2 separate regions of the Gossypium hirsutum genome follow, and region 1 is linked to region 2. Evidence: chromatin contacts called from public Hi-C data. All regions are on one chromosome and are shown on one strand. Each heading gives the region's core, a stretch centred on a gene start, on an enhancer-like site or on the middle of the called end of the contact. The rest is flanking DNA. Distances are from core to core; before and after follow the strand shown. Region 1 holds the start of LOC107954981 (calmodulin-like protein 3). Region 2 holds the start of LOC107955011 (probably inactive leucine-rich repeat receptor-like protein kinase At5g48380).

Evidence for each region. Hi-C and Micro-C count contacts between places; a contact is called where the count stands out from the background.
Region 1: a Hi-C map of leaf shows a contact between it and region 2, with 2.5 times the contacts expected there. The contact joins the promoter of LOC107954981 here to the promoter of LOC107955011 in region 2. A contact is called at or near these places in 3 of 34 Hi-C or Micro-C datasets (all in leaf).

What each region holds. Positions count from the first base shown.
Region 1 is chrD07:53,726,347-53,733,257 of Gossypium_hirsutum_v2.1, forward strand. LOC107954981 (calmodulin-like protein 3) reads right to left here and starts at 5,338. Exons shown (of 1, transcript XM_016890675.2): 1 at 4,325-5,338. The coding sequence starts at 4,924. The coding sequence ends at 4,466. LOC121219545 (protein FAR1-RELATED SEQUENCE 5) reads left to right here and starts at 860. Exons shown (of 3, transcript XM_041097844.1): 1 at 860-1,097; 2 at 2,383-2,805; 3 at 3,907-4,402. The coding sequence starts at 1,065. The coding sequence ends at 4,128.
Region 2 is chrD07:53,560,977-53,567,707 of Gossypium_hirsutum_v2.1, forward strand. LOC107955011 (probably inactive leucine-rich repeat receptor-like protein kinase At5g48380) reads right to left here and starts at 3,675. Exons shown (of 3, transcript XM_016890714.2): 1 at 3,205-3,675; 2 at 1,977-2,947; 3 at 585-1,891. The coding sequence starts at 2,822. The coding sequence ends at 893. LOC107955012 (UDP-glycosyltransferase 74G1-like) reads left to right here. Exons shown (of 3, transcript XM_016890716.2): 2 at 1-120; 3 at 123-645. The coding sequence ends at 520.

The sequences.
Region 1 (6,911 bases), core at 4,088-6,587, 170 kb after region 2:
TATTAAAAATAATAAATTATATTAATTATATTAATAATTTATTACATGACTAAATATAAATAATTAAATACCTATGTTTAATAATATTAAAAAAATATAATATTTTATATTAATATTTTAATAATTTTAAATATTTTTAAAAATAAAAAAAAATTATTATCAATATAATAATATTAAACTTGATTTAAGTTAATTTTTATATAAAAATAAAATTATCTATTAAGGAGCTCTTTTCCGGAAAATGACTTACGCTTTTCAAAAAAGTTAATTATTTGACCAAAAAAGTTAATTATATTTAAAAAAAGTAAAAAAATTGCAACTTAAAGGGAAAATGTGCCCAGCTAGGTGTGTTTTCCGGCTAACTGTGCAGAAAGCGCACGTAATTGATACACTTTCACACACTCTCTCCAAAAAACAACTTATTTTCCTAAATAAAATTAAAAAATCTAAATGTCTAATTAAAAAAATTGACATATAAACCTTATTTATTATTTTCCTAAATAAAATTAAAAAATCTAAATGTCTAATTAAAAAAATTGACATATAAACCTTATTTATCCTTAAGTTCCAACCCTTCAATTATTAATTACAATATTATTTAATTATTGAGTCAATCTGCTAAAAATATCATGACTGAACTATCTCTATATATATCATTACGAAACAAACTTAACGTAGGTTTGGATGGACAATACGTTTATCTGCGGTTAATATAAAACAGTAATAACGGTAGGATTAAATACTATAATAATATTATAACGTGAAACAAAAAATAAATCAAATACACCGCACCGCATCACACCCTACCTCACTGTCCATCCAAACCCAATATTAATCACCAGCCTCCAATTATTTTATCATATGAGCATCACTATAATCAAACGCATTATTTTGTCTTCTGCTATGTATTATATCTTCATTCTATGAAAAATAAATTACTAACGCATAGTAATCGAACGGTTGACAATCCATCATCTTCAAATCGAGCCGGGCCTTAGTATTCTTTTTCGCCTTTCGGCTGCATCGGATCAGAGAATCAATCGCGACTTTCAAATTATCTTTGAATGTCTCTCGGATCAGAAGAAACTCTTCATTCAGTAAGTTTTTCCCTCTAAAATTTCAACGCTGCGATTCTTATTTATTTATAATCTTCACTTAAAATAACCCACCTAGATTGCCTCCAATAATTCACTCTAATCTTACTCTAACACACCCATCTCTTCTCGGAGTGAGGAAATACGCGTACTTGATAGTTAATTTTTATGGGTGATCTTTCTTTGAGGTTAAGAATTTTAGGGTTTTTCTTGACAGAAACTATTGGGAAACAAATGCTTACTTTTGGAGTATTCGGGGTATGCAAAATTTAATGACGGTTTTTTTTCTTTTAAGGAAAACAAAATTGTAATTGTTGGTGTGATTTAGGAGTATCTGTCCAATGAATATAGTTAAGTTGGATTGTTCTGCCTAAATACCCTACCCAATCTGTTTTGTTGTAGTTGGATGGTGGAAGGAAGGAAGAAAAGCCCTGTAGAAAAATGAAGGAAAGGGTTTTGTATATGATTATGGTGATATTGATTTTGCAACGAAGATTGGCTAACTAATTTTATGGAATTTAGTTACCTATTGATGCTGCATTTGTTGTGCTCGGTTCTGGTTTTTATGAATATACCATTTTGGTAAAGGTATTGTTTCATGTCCCTATACGAGCTGCGTTTCATATTCTGTTATTCAGGTCCTCACTCAATCCTCTAGACAAAGGACTAGATTGAATTCTACAGTTTCCTCAGTTAATCATATGTCTCTTTGTTGTTCCTGTTGCCAAGTCTTGGTTGAAGAACTGTCTAAATAATGGCATTCCAAATAACGGTATTGTTGTCGTCATCCTATACTTTTAATTTGACACTTTCATCTAAGGAATTGGGTTTTAAGCATCCTCCTTAGCTTAATTAGTTTATTTCCTTTTCTTAGTCATAGCTGAAACCAAAACAGTAGGATCTTGAGCATTTCCTTGTTTCTTTCTTTAATGTCCATCGGCAAGTTATATCTTTTGTATGTTTGTGTAAATTATCACTTTCACTTGATTCTAGAATTTTCTTGTTGAGTCCTTTACATCTTTGGATTTGAACCCATTCCTACTAGTGGTCACTGAATTTAACGTGCATATCTTGTGGTTCATCTGACTACTTGAAAAGTTTTGAGAACTGTTTCTGACGTGTCATATGATTTGTTGCTAGCAAATTATTATAAAAATTATGATTTGCATAGCATGAAAAGGCACCATACTATTATTTTCCTTTTTAATTATATAAACTTGTCATTTTGCTTGATGTAAAAAACGAGGTTAGAAGGTCTGATTCTTTTCTTTTCCTTTTTTGGTAATAGTGGGATTTGGACAAAGAAGGTGGGAAAGCAGACAGCTCAGTTGAAGAAAAAACAGCTGAACGAGAAGGAAGCGAAATCTTAGAACCGTATGTGGGTATGGAATTTGAATCTGAAGATGATGCTAAGAAATACTACATAGAGTATGCCAGACGGATAGGATTTATGGTGCGAATTATGCAGCGTCGTCGTTCGGGGATTGATGGAAGAACACTTGCTCGTCGTCTAGGATGCAACAAACAGGGTTTCTCTCCTAATCATAAGGGCACACTAGGACAAGAGAAAAAGCCACGTCCTAGTGCACGAGAAGGTTGCAAGGCAACTATTTTGGTTAAGATGGAAAAGACTGGAAAATGGGTTGTTACAAGATTTGAAAAGGAGCATAATCATCCCCTTATGATCACAGCCAATGGATTCAATACCACGGTGAGGTTCTATCAAGTTTTATATAAGAAAAATACTTCAAATTGTTTTATATTATATATTATATTAGTCTCTCATTCCCAATAAACTTGTTGCGTTTTGACTTTTAGTCATCAATTTTTAAACTTTGATAAAAATATATAGTTAATTAAAATATTAAAAATAATAAGTCAATGTTAAAAAAAGTTTGACCCAAAAAAGTCAATTATGACAACTTCATTTGGACTAAGGTAAAAGGAGTATATATATATATCAAATAGAGTTTAAATGTCTTGAACTTTGCTTTTGAATCTTATACTTGAGATCATTGAGTCTTCCTTTATTTTTGTTGTTTTTACTTTCTTTGCGCATTAAGTAGAATGTTCCTATTTCTGGTTTTCATGTTTTTTGGCTTGGTGCTAATTGTTTGACATGGACAATTTCAGCTTTTCTTAGTAAATATTATATAGAGGGCAGATATTTTTAGATAATTTAAAATTGTAGAATATGCTGTGGGGTGGGTGAAATTTTCCCTCATTTAGATTAATGGCTGTGATTGAATTTTTTCGGTGACCAATTATTTTCTAGAATTGAACATAATTCCTGCATGAAGTTTGTTTTATAATATATGAAGTATCAATGCTGCGTGCCCATTGGTTAAAGCTGGGGATAGATGATAATTTTGGTGTTACAACTTCTGCTTTTGTTCCTTTGAATTGGTCATCACTGAAAATGCCCCTGGAAGCTTTCTAATTTATAGATGTGTTTAAATGAAAATAAATTCTCCTATGTATTGGACTAGGATATTTGATGTCATGCAATACCCTGCTTCTTGTTGAACTAGCTTCAGGAAGAGTATAAGTGCGCTGAGTGTATCATTAACACGCTTTCTGCACAGTCACATTATAAGCTTTCTTTGGGAACTTAGGTGCTCTTATCTGATATGGTGAAGGATGATTCTTTGATTGTAAAAGTAGGGACCTTTTCTTTTCTTCTCTTGTTAGCCGAATGTAATTATTTGCTAGTGATTGTTAAATATCTATTTACTTGCAAAACAGTATAACATTCTTCCGTTATCATTCACTTTTGCTGCTGGCAGTGATTGGCTTTTTTTTGAGTTTTTAGGGTGATAAGGACAAGAAAATTGAAGAACTCACGATGGAGTTAGCGCATCAAGAGCAATTATGTTCAGCTTATCGAGAAAAGTTGTTTGCGTTCATTAACAACGTTGAGAAGCAAACAGAAGAACTATCTTCAAAGATTGAAGTTATAGTAGACAATATTAGGAAACTCGAAGCTGAAAGGCAGAGATTTACGCACCGTAGCGCAGGTAGCCTTGGTCTTTAACTTGACCAATTAATGATATGATTAGATTTGTATATTTGGTTTCTTGGAAGCTTTTAATCATGTACAAAATTCTTTAGGATCATTTTGTTATAGTCAAGATGCTTAACATTTGACATTGTGCAATGAAACTAAAAAGCATCTTGTTAGATGAAATTGGAGCTTCATGATTCTCTTGTGGATTGATTTTGCTAGTAAAAAGGTGGAAAATAGAAATAGTTTTGTAATTTTGAACAATTTAGTTGTATGATTAGAAATTAGATACATTAATGTCAAACCAACATCTCTTAATATTTCTATGCGTACATACATGCACATATATATATATGTATTTTGACTATTAACTTGAACTTAAGGCAGCAAAGCCACCACCTTTCATCATCTGCTGGAACTCCTTGAAATTAACCCTACCATCTCCATCTGCATCCACTTTTGTTATCATATTCTTGCAATCCTCAATAGTTCTTCCCTGCTTCAACCCTAATGATGATAGAACCGACCTCAACTCCTCAAATGTGATGAATCCATCTCCGTTTTGATCGAAGACATTAAATGCTTCCATCATTTCTTCTTCTTCGTTCCTCTCATTCACCATCATTTGGTACAATTCACCAAATTCATCGATATCTACAGAACCATCTCCGTTCACATCAATGCTATCAATGATTTGGTTTATTTCTTTATCGGAAATAAATAAACTGAACTCCTCGAGTGAATCGCTGAGCTCTTTCTTTGTGATCTTGCCATCTCCATTCTTATCAAACATTTGGAACACCTTGCGAAGCTCAACTAGATCCATTTCTTTTATCAAACAAAACTAAACCCAAACCAAAATACACCACCTTAGAGCAAAAATGATAAGGGAAAGATGAAAATTGGACTATTGAGAGAGATGGGAAAGGTAATTAACAAGGAAAATCAATGGAGAATTAGTGTTGATTGTTGTTTACAATTGTGAAGAAAGAAGAGAGGGATATAAAGGATGCACACTAAAACAAGCCTAACGAAACCAGTTGTTAATAAAAAAGAAGGCGAGAGGTTTTCCATTTGTGGATGTGAAAAGCTTTTTAAGTTAAAAAAGTGATAGAATTGGGCTAAAATTAGGCATATGTTCGGTCATTTTAGATTAGTTCTATTGGACCGTTAATAAATGGAGGCAAAAATGCTAAACACTTGGAGACTTGCCATGATGTCATTGCCAACCAAGGTAACTTCCAGAATATTATAATCTTTTTATTTAATAACAATAATAACATATTATGATTGGATTTAAACTCACACAATAAAATTTTAAATTTACCACTTAACCACAATTTCATTTTGATATATTTTATGAATTTTTATTCTAATATACACAATTTATTATTACGTATATATTAATAATATTATTTATTAAGTTGATGTCACAAATTAACTTAACACTAACTCACAATTGATAATAACACCCCAATAAATAATTGTGGTACATTTAATACTCTTAATCTATATATTTATGTGTTTAAATTTTATTTTACTCACAAATTAATTTAAATATAGTACATTAATTCATTTCAAACTATATATGTGATAAAAATTCTAATGTGAATTCAATATTTTATTCAAATCCGATTCAAATTAAATTAATTTTATCCAAGCTTTGTCTAATACATCCTCTTACCTCACTTTTTAACTTTTTTTTTTACAATTAGTTTAATTTTAGAACAATCATATTTAAAATATCTATTAAAAAATATTAATTAAAAATAAAAAGAGAATAATTAGTATTAACCAAAAAAAAAAAAACATCATACTCATCCATCAGAAAGCATTTTCTGATAGTTCTATTTAATTTAGAGATCAGAAAGCAGAGTAAATTGTTTGCAATATGATTTCCAGTTCTCACCCATTGAATTTTACCCTAATTGGTTCTAAAGGTGAGTTTATTTACCTACAATTAGTATAAAAACAATGAGATTAGACACTTTAAGTAACAACACTGTAATCTAAAAGCACATCGAAACCCGCCCTAAATGCCATTCCTTCTTATGCTTTGGGTTTTTCCTACATCATGTAAAGATCCATCTTTATACCGCAATTCTTCTGCTGCTTCGTCCCATGCCTCTTCTCTTCTACCCAATATTTTAATTTCAATTTGATTATTACATTGTCTGGATATTTCCGGAGTAATGTTTACAATCCATATTGTTACAAGGAACGAGGCCCAAATTAAGGTACTTTGAAGTTTGAACAACCCGTCGCGATCCTTCCAACCCAAAATTTCTATAATCCGATCAGATGTAGCTAAAAAACAATGATACTGCTAATCTAAAATAAAGATTCAAATCTAGAATCTATCAGAAAAACAAGTTTTTATGGTGTATAGGAACTAAATCGTGCTCATCAAGGGTACTTGATTCTCATAATTTACACGCTATTATGTTGCATGTTCTGAACAATCACGCTTTCCAGATCTCACCACTAGGCTTTTAGAAATGAAAACAGCTGTTCATGTTTAAATAACGCAAGGGAAAAAGAGGGAGAAATGTATTCCAACCATGTGCCCGATAAGATCAGTGAAAGAGGGATCAAATTGGGCGAGTAAGTCGGAAATCAAATGGAATTTGGTGATATAGCAAACGAAGAAATTGCCTCAAAACAAATTCGTCTTAACGACGGTTTTGGGACAGAGTGCGTTTGCATTGATTTTTTTCTCCATTTTTGAAAAAAAATATAAAGGTGAATATACCAGTAGTAAAAGGGCCTGAATAATCAGGGAAATTTTATCAAATTCAGGCGAGTGATGCTGG
Region 2 (6,731 bases), core at 2,425-4,924:
CACTAGGAATTGAGCAAACGACAGAGCTGGCATGCGCATTGAAATCGAGCAACGTCTACTTCTTGTGGGTCGTCAGGGAAACAGAGATGGCCAAACTACCATACAATTTCATAGAAGAGACCTCAGAGGTTTGGTGGTGGCATGGTGCCCTCAATTGGAGGTGCTGTCGAATGAGGCAATTGGTTGCTTTCTCACCCACTGTGGCTTTAATTCGACTCTAGAAGCACTGAGTCTCGGAGTTCCGATGCTGGCAATGCCCCAATGGACCGACCAACCCACTAATGCAAAGCATGTGGAGGATGTGTGGAGAATCGGAATAAGGGCTCACCCCAATGTGAAAGGGGTTGTGAGAAGAGAGACCATTGAACGGTGCATAAAGGAATTACTAACGGAAGTTGGAGAAAAAGGCAAGGAGATTAGGAAGAATTCAATCAAGTGGAAGAGCTTGGCTAAGAAGGGAATTGATGAAGGTGGAAATTCAGATAAAAACATTGACGAATTTATAGCTAAATTACTCTGAGACTAGTACGTAGGTTGCTTTTGTTTTGTATGGAATAAGTTAGGGTTTAAAGGCAGATGCTGAATAAGAGCAAATTTCTTGAAAATATCACATTTATGAATAATAAGAACAAGAATCCATAATTATAATTTGATCTTACTTTACAATGTAGCATTGCCTTGGTGTAACTAAGGGTGAAAGCCTAATTAAGGAGATAAGAATATCTTACTAATGAATCTAAAGTGTTTCCTCCATGACACTAATCAAGTATTCTACTATGAAACAAAAGACACAGACCTAATTAGAAAGTGCATGTAATCTCAGCCCTTTATTAAACATACACAACAAGAAATACTCACTGTATCCCGTATCTCTGCACTTATTCTTGTTGATTTATCGAGCAACGATAAGTTCCTCTAAATAACCGACATCACTGGTATCTGTAGGCATCGAAATTTCATCTTCGGTGGTGAAATTGTATCGTTCACCAATAGCTCTTAAGAGTTGGTATACTTCAAACATGGCAGGCCTCTCCTTGGGAGTTGGCAATACACAATTACAAGCAACTTTAAGAAATTGGAAAAGTTCATTATCAACACCGTTCCCAACCAAGGATGTGTCAATAGCATCATGAAGTTTTCCGTCATCTGATAGCTGTGAAATCCATTCCACAAGACTTCCCTTGAAGGTCTCAGGAGCTTTGGTTATATGGGTAGGTCTTTCACCGGTGACCAACTCAAGAAGGACAACTCCAAAGCTGTAGACGTCTCCTTTTGGAGTGGCCACAAGAGTTCTTGCATATTCAGGGGCAACATAACCTAAATCCCCAAACTCACCATTGACAAAGGTGCTCAGATGGGTATCAACTGGGTTCATGAGCCTGGCAAGACCAAAATCAGATATTTTTGGCTCAAAATCTGCATCTAGTAAGATACACTTAGAGCTTATATTTCGATGAAGTATACGAGGATTGCAGTTGTGGTGGAGCCATGCAAATCCTCTGGCAGCCCCTATACTAATTTTAAGCCTCAAGGACCACTCCATAGCCTGCTTAGCATCATCTACAGGATGCAAGTTATCATTTAGAGTACCATTTGCCATGTATCTGTAAACTAACAGCCTCTCCGTCTTCGCCACACAGAAACCTAAAAGGGGAACTAAGTTACGATGTTTCACATTTCCCAGGGTAGCCATCTCAGACGAAAATTCTTTGTCAGAGTGTTGAGAATTCTGCAACCTCTTAATCAGTAGTGAGGTGCCATCTTCAAGGACTCCTATGTACATGGTCCCTGTTCTTCCTGAACCGATGATATTATTTTTGTGGAAACTGTTTGTGGCCTTCATAAGATCATTTAATCTCATTCTGGAAACCACCTTTTCAAACATGGAAACCTGAAATAACATTAGCTTATAAGTACATCACATATCAAACCATAATCAAAGAACAATATTATATGGATGTATTAAATTAGCTTGCCTTAATGCCTTTAGCTCCATTTAAGCTCTTGGTCCATTTGTTTCCATCTGGATCATCATCCTTCTTCCTCATGACAGATACTTTGCGGTAATAGAAGAAGAGAACAATGGCCGTACCAATTGCAGCAAATGTCACCCCACCAACAGCAGCCCCAGCAATCACTCCAGTCTTCGTCCCCTTGGTAGTCTCCCGACATTGATCCAAAGGCTTCCCACACAGTGCAGAATTATTAGTAAAACTGTCAACCGAATACATGGTCCGAAAAACCGGAATTGGCCCTGTCAAGAAATTATAAGCTACAGTAAACGTTTTCATCCTGCTGAGCAAAGTGAGTTCTGGAGGAATCGGACCCGTCAATTTGTTATGGTCAAGGTTCAAAATGTTCAAGAAGCTACAATTTGCAAGGTTTTTTGGGATTTCTCCAGAGAATTTATTAGTTGAGAGATCAAGGGAAGTAACATATGGGATAAGTTTAGCGATATCAGATGGAATTTTTCCATAAAGCTTGTTGCTTGAAAGATCTAAGCCTGTCATACTTTTGCATTTTATAATGTCTCGAGGGAACACACCCTTGAGTCCCATATCAGAAAGCCTGATATTGAGAACCCTGTTCTCATCCGGGTGCCAGCAATCAATCCCTGTAAACCTACAAATGAATCCTTCAGTATCGTTGTTGAAATTCCATGAAGAATTCAAGTAGCCAAAAGAGTCCTCAAACGAAGCTTTGATGCTCTTCAAACACTCAATATCATCTTTAGTAGCAAAGCTCAAAGTACAGCCGAGCAGTAACAAAACCATAACGCTGACAAGAAGAACAAAAACTCGGCTATGCAACACCATGATCATGAAGAAACCCCTCAAATGGAAACTTAAAATGGTGGATTAAAAGCAACCCACTTGTATAGCTACTAAAAGCTTAACAGATATTAAATGCCAAACCCACTAAACCATACTTCTTTTGACATTTAAACCTGAAACAAGTTAACAGAAGGGAAAAAACGGAACCAAAATCAAAATTCACACCAAAACAAGATAAAGGAAAGTATAAAGAACAATAATTCAGCCAAATTCAGAAAGACTAACACAAAAAGGAGAAAAAGAAAGTTTTACCACGGGGAAACTTAAGCAAACCAGTTGGAGTTGACTACTTGACTTAGATTTTGATGAATATAAGAGCATATAAACAAAACCCAGAAGAAAAAAAAATTATATATATTAAAAGACGCACCTTAGATTTCTCAAGTTTTAACAGAAGAAGACCAAAGGACAGACAAAAGGGTAATGGAAACTACAAGGAAACATCATTCTTTTCCACAGAGAAACTCAGAGGGAAGACCCCCATAGGCAAAGTCTACGTCGTGTTTGAATATTCAAAAGCATAATTGGAATTTTGGTAACACATAATTAAAAGTTCTAAAGAAAAAAAAAAGGGACAAATGAAGTGAGATATGTGTTAAAAGAGTGTGAACTAAAGATTGAAAATCTGTCTCCTTTTTTTGTTGGTTTGGGGGGGGGGGATTTGATCAGGTCAAACAAGGAATGGGTAATTTAAGTTGGTTGGTTGCTGCTTTTTCCAAGCTATGGAGGGGACGACTGGACTGACCTTAAAAAACGACAAAGACTTTTTAGTATATTTGCTGGACTCCTGAGGGTGAGCGATAACCGTAGAGCTTGCTATTCGTGATTCTCCGTCGTGCTCACATATTTCATTCAATATTAGTTATATATAAATCTATTATTTTAATAATTAGTTTGAGATGCATATAAATTTTATTACATATGAAAAATATTACGTGAAAAATATATTTATTAAAAATTTACATAAATTTAAATAATGTTAATAAGGAATATTAATTTATTTAAAGAAATACGTTAATTTGAATTTTAACATGAATAATACAAAAGAAATTGATATGAATGATAAAAGTTAAATGTTTTACCAAAGATAGATATATTTATAACGGATAAAGTGTTGGGATTGTTTAGAATTTCAACTTGAAGTATTAAACTAAGAATTGATATTAAGACTTACCATGACTTAGGGTGAGTTTGGATGGGCGGTGCGTTTACCGGTGGTGCGTTTACTTGCGGTTAGTGTAAAAACAGTGGTGGCGGTGAGATTAGATACTGTAGCGGTACTGTAGCGTGAGACCAAAAGTAAGCTAAACGCACCGCACCGCACCCAATCGCCCATCCAAACCCACCCTTAATTCACATGAAAGTGATATATATCCTTTTAGTTTAAAAAATAATTTAAAATTAATTTCTTAAAAAACTTATTCAATCTCAATTTTTCGTTTTTGTCAACAAATAAATAAATCAACTTTCCATTGTCGTCCTTTATAAGTAAAGTAATTTGCATCCCTTTGTACTTGTGAGTTTTCCTTTCTGAGATGATCATCCGGACAAGTATAGGCCATCCGTTGTTCGAGTCTCAAAGTCTTCATTAGGAACTTGAAATCGTTGGTCACCAAACACCACATTGGCTTAACTACCTTGTCACAGACATCATCATCCCATCAAAGACACCCCCCACATGATTCGTAATGATGACTAAATGGCAAGTCAGACACGTTAACATCATCTTACATGGGACCCTTGCCTATAAATACTTCTAGGAATGATGAAGAAAATATTACCTCTCCAAGAATACCAAGCCTATGTGCTGTCAACAAAGCTTCAACTCTCAACTTGAATACTATCTTCACATCCACTCTTCATAACCTTTGGCCCTCTACCCCGAATGGGTGAATCGGTATCCATAGCAACCACCATTCTCCTCTGTACCACCACCCTATTGTGTCACTGTATCAATAATTGGTGCTGTGAGCATAGGCAATATGGCTTCACAATCTCAAAGTGGTGTCCCCGCTGACCAAACCAACCAAGCCAATGAACCAGCCAATCATATCAACTCCTCCACTCCGCCTAGCACCCCCATCTTACCTAACTCAGAAAATTCCCACCTAGCATAGGCAACAACTCTACCCAGACTCCTTCTCCTTCTACTCCCACAATAACCTCTCTTGTAACAGCCTGATTTTCAATGGTGACGGAACAGTGGTTTGGGACCACAAATTTTGGGGTTAAAGGACTAAATTGTAAAAATTGTAAATGTTTAGAGTAATTGCATAAATTTAAAAATAAAAGGGTATTAATTGTAAAATGGGTTGAAATGTGAAATCTAAGCTGATAATTGATAAATTTTATATTTTAGATCAAGATCCCATAAATACTCGTGAAAAAGTAAAAATAGCGGAATAGTCTCTAAACTTTTGCAACTACTATAATTCAGTCTAGGTAAGATCGTATGGTTTAAAATTTAACTTCTATATGAATTTTTGAATAGTATAGCATGGTACAATAGATATATTGATTTGTTGTTAATGGAAGAATATTTGAGAAATGTTAATGTATGGATCGAATTAAACGCATGATAGAGTATGATCGAGATTTGGTGTGTTGTGGGGGATTTGGAGTGAAGATTATTAGGGAGTGATATATATGTTTCCCGAGTAAATCGAGGTTCATCATTTGTAGCGAATTCTCATGTTATACTCTCTGTTTTGGTGTGTTTTGGTTGGACTAGCTTTTATGAGCATTGGTGTGTTTTGGAGGGATTAGCTCTTATGAACATTGGTGTGTTTCAAATGGACTGGCTCTTACGAGCATCTGGTGTGTTTGGGCGATTTTTCGATGTACTCTTATCAGTAAGTCGTTCATCGGATTGAAAATCTCGGTAAGGTAACTTGATGAGTAATTTTTGATGAATTTACCATATATTTGATTTTGCATTGAACATTTGTGATCTATCGGTTGAAATTATGGATGACAAGGAACATTCTTAGTTGTATTAATACTTTTTTTATTGTTATATTTACTTCAGTAAGATTTATTATTTTAATAAGTCGAGCTTACTAAGTTTCTTTAAGCTTACTTGTGTTAAACTTTGTTCTTGTAGATACTTAGAAGGTAGGACGGATGGACCGGCACTCAAGTCACACTATCCCTAAATCTTGATAGTTTTTGGAATGTTCATTTCGGATTATATGACATGTATTAGGCTTTTGTGTTACTATTCTAATGTTTTGAGATATGTATATATTAACTATGATCTATGTGTAAATTATCAATGTATATGAAATATGTGGATAAAGTATAGTTCCAATGCCATTAAGAATGACATGAATTAATGATATGTTGTGATTGAGGTACCTATGAAAGGTACATTGGTTAGATGTTAGATTGGATGAATTGATAAGTTATGTTTGAAGTTTTACTTTGATATAAAATTGTATATATTTATGGTACCAATGAGGGTACATTGGTTAGGCACTTAATAGGTTGATTTTGGTATGTTTTTAACTTGATTAATTTCCTTTTGAATAGGTATTTTGGTTGGTACTTGGGTTTCTTAGGATCCAAGTAACCTTGAAATGGTAAACTTGATATTTAGGGTTCATTTTAGGTCCACATGGCCTGAGACACGGGCGTGTGACTCAATCGTGTGTGACACACGGCCTAGCGACACAGCTGTGTGTCCCTTGTAGGTTTTAAGGCTCACAAATCAGGCAGTTACATGGCCTGGCACACGGGCGTGTGAGGCTATTTCGAGTGTTACACGGCTTAGCGCATAGGCGTCTGGCTTGGCCGGGCGACCCAACTCAGAGAGTACACGGACGAGGAAATGAGCTGGGACACGGCTGTTTGTCCTTATTTCGAAGGTTACACGGCCTAAGACACGGGCATGCGTCT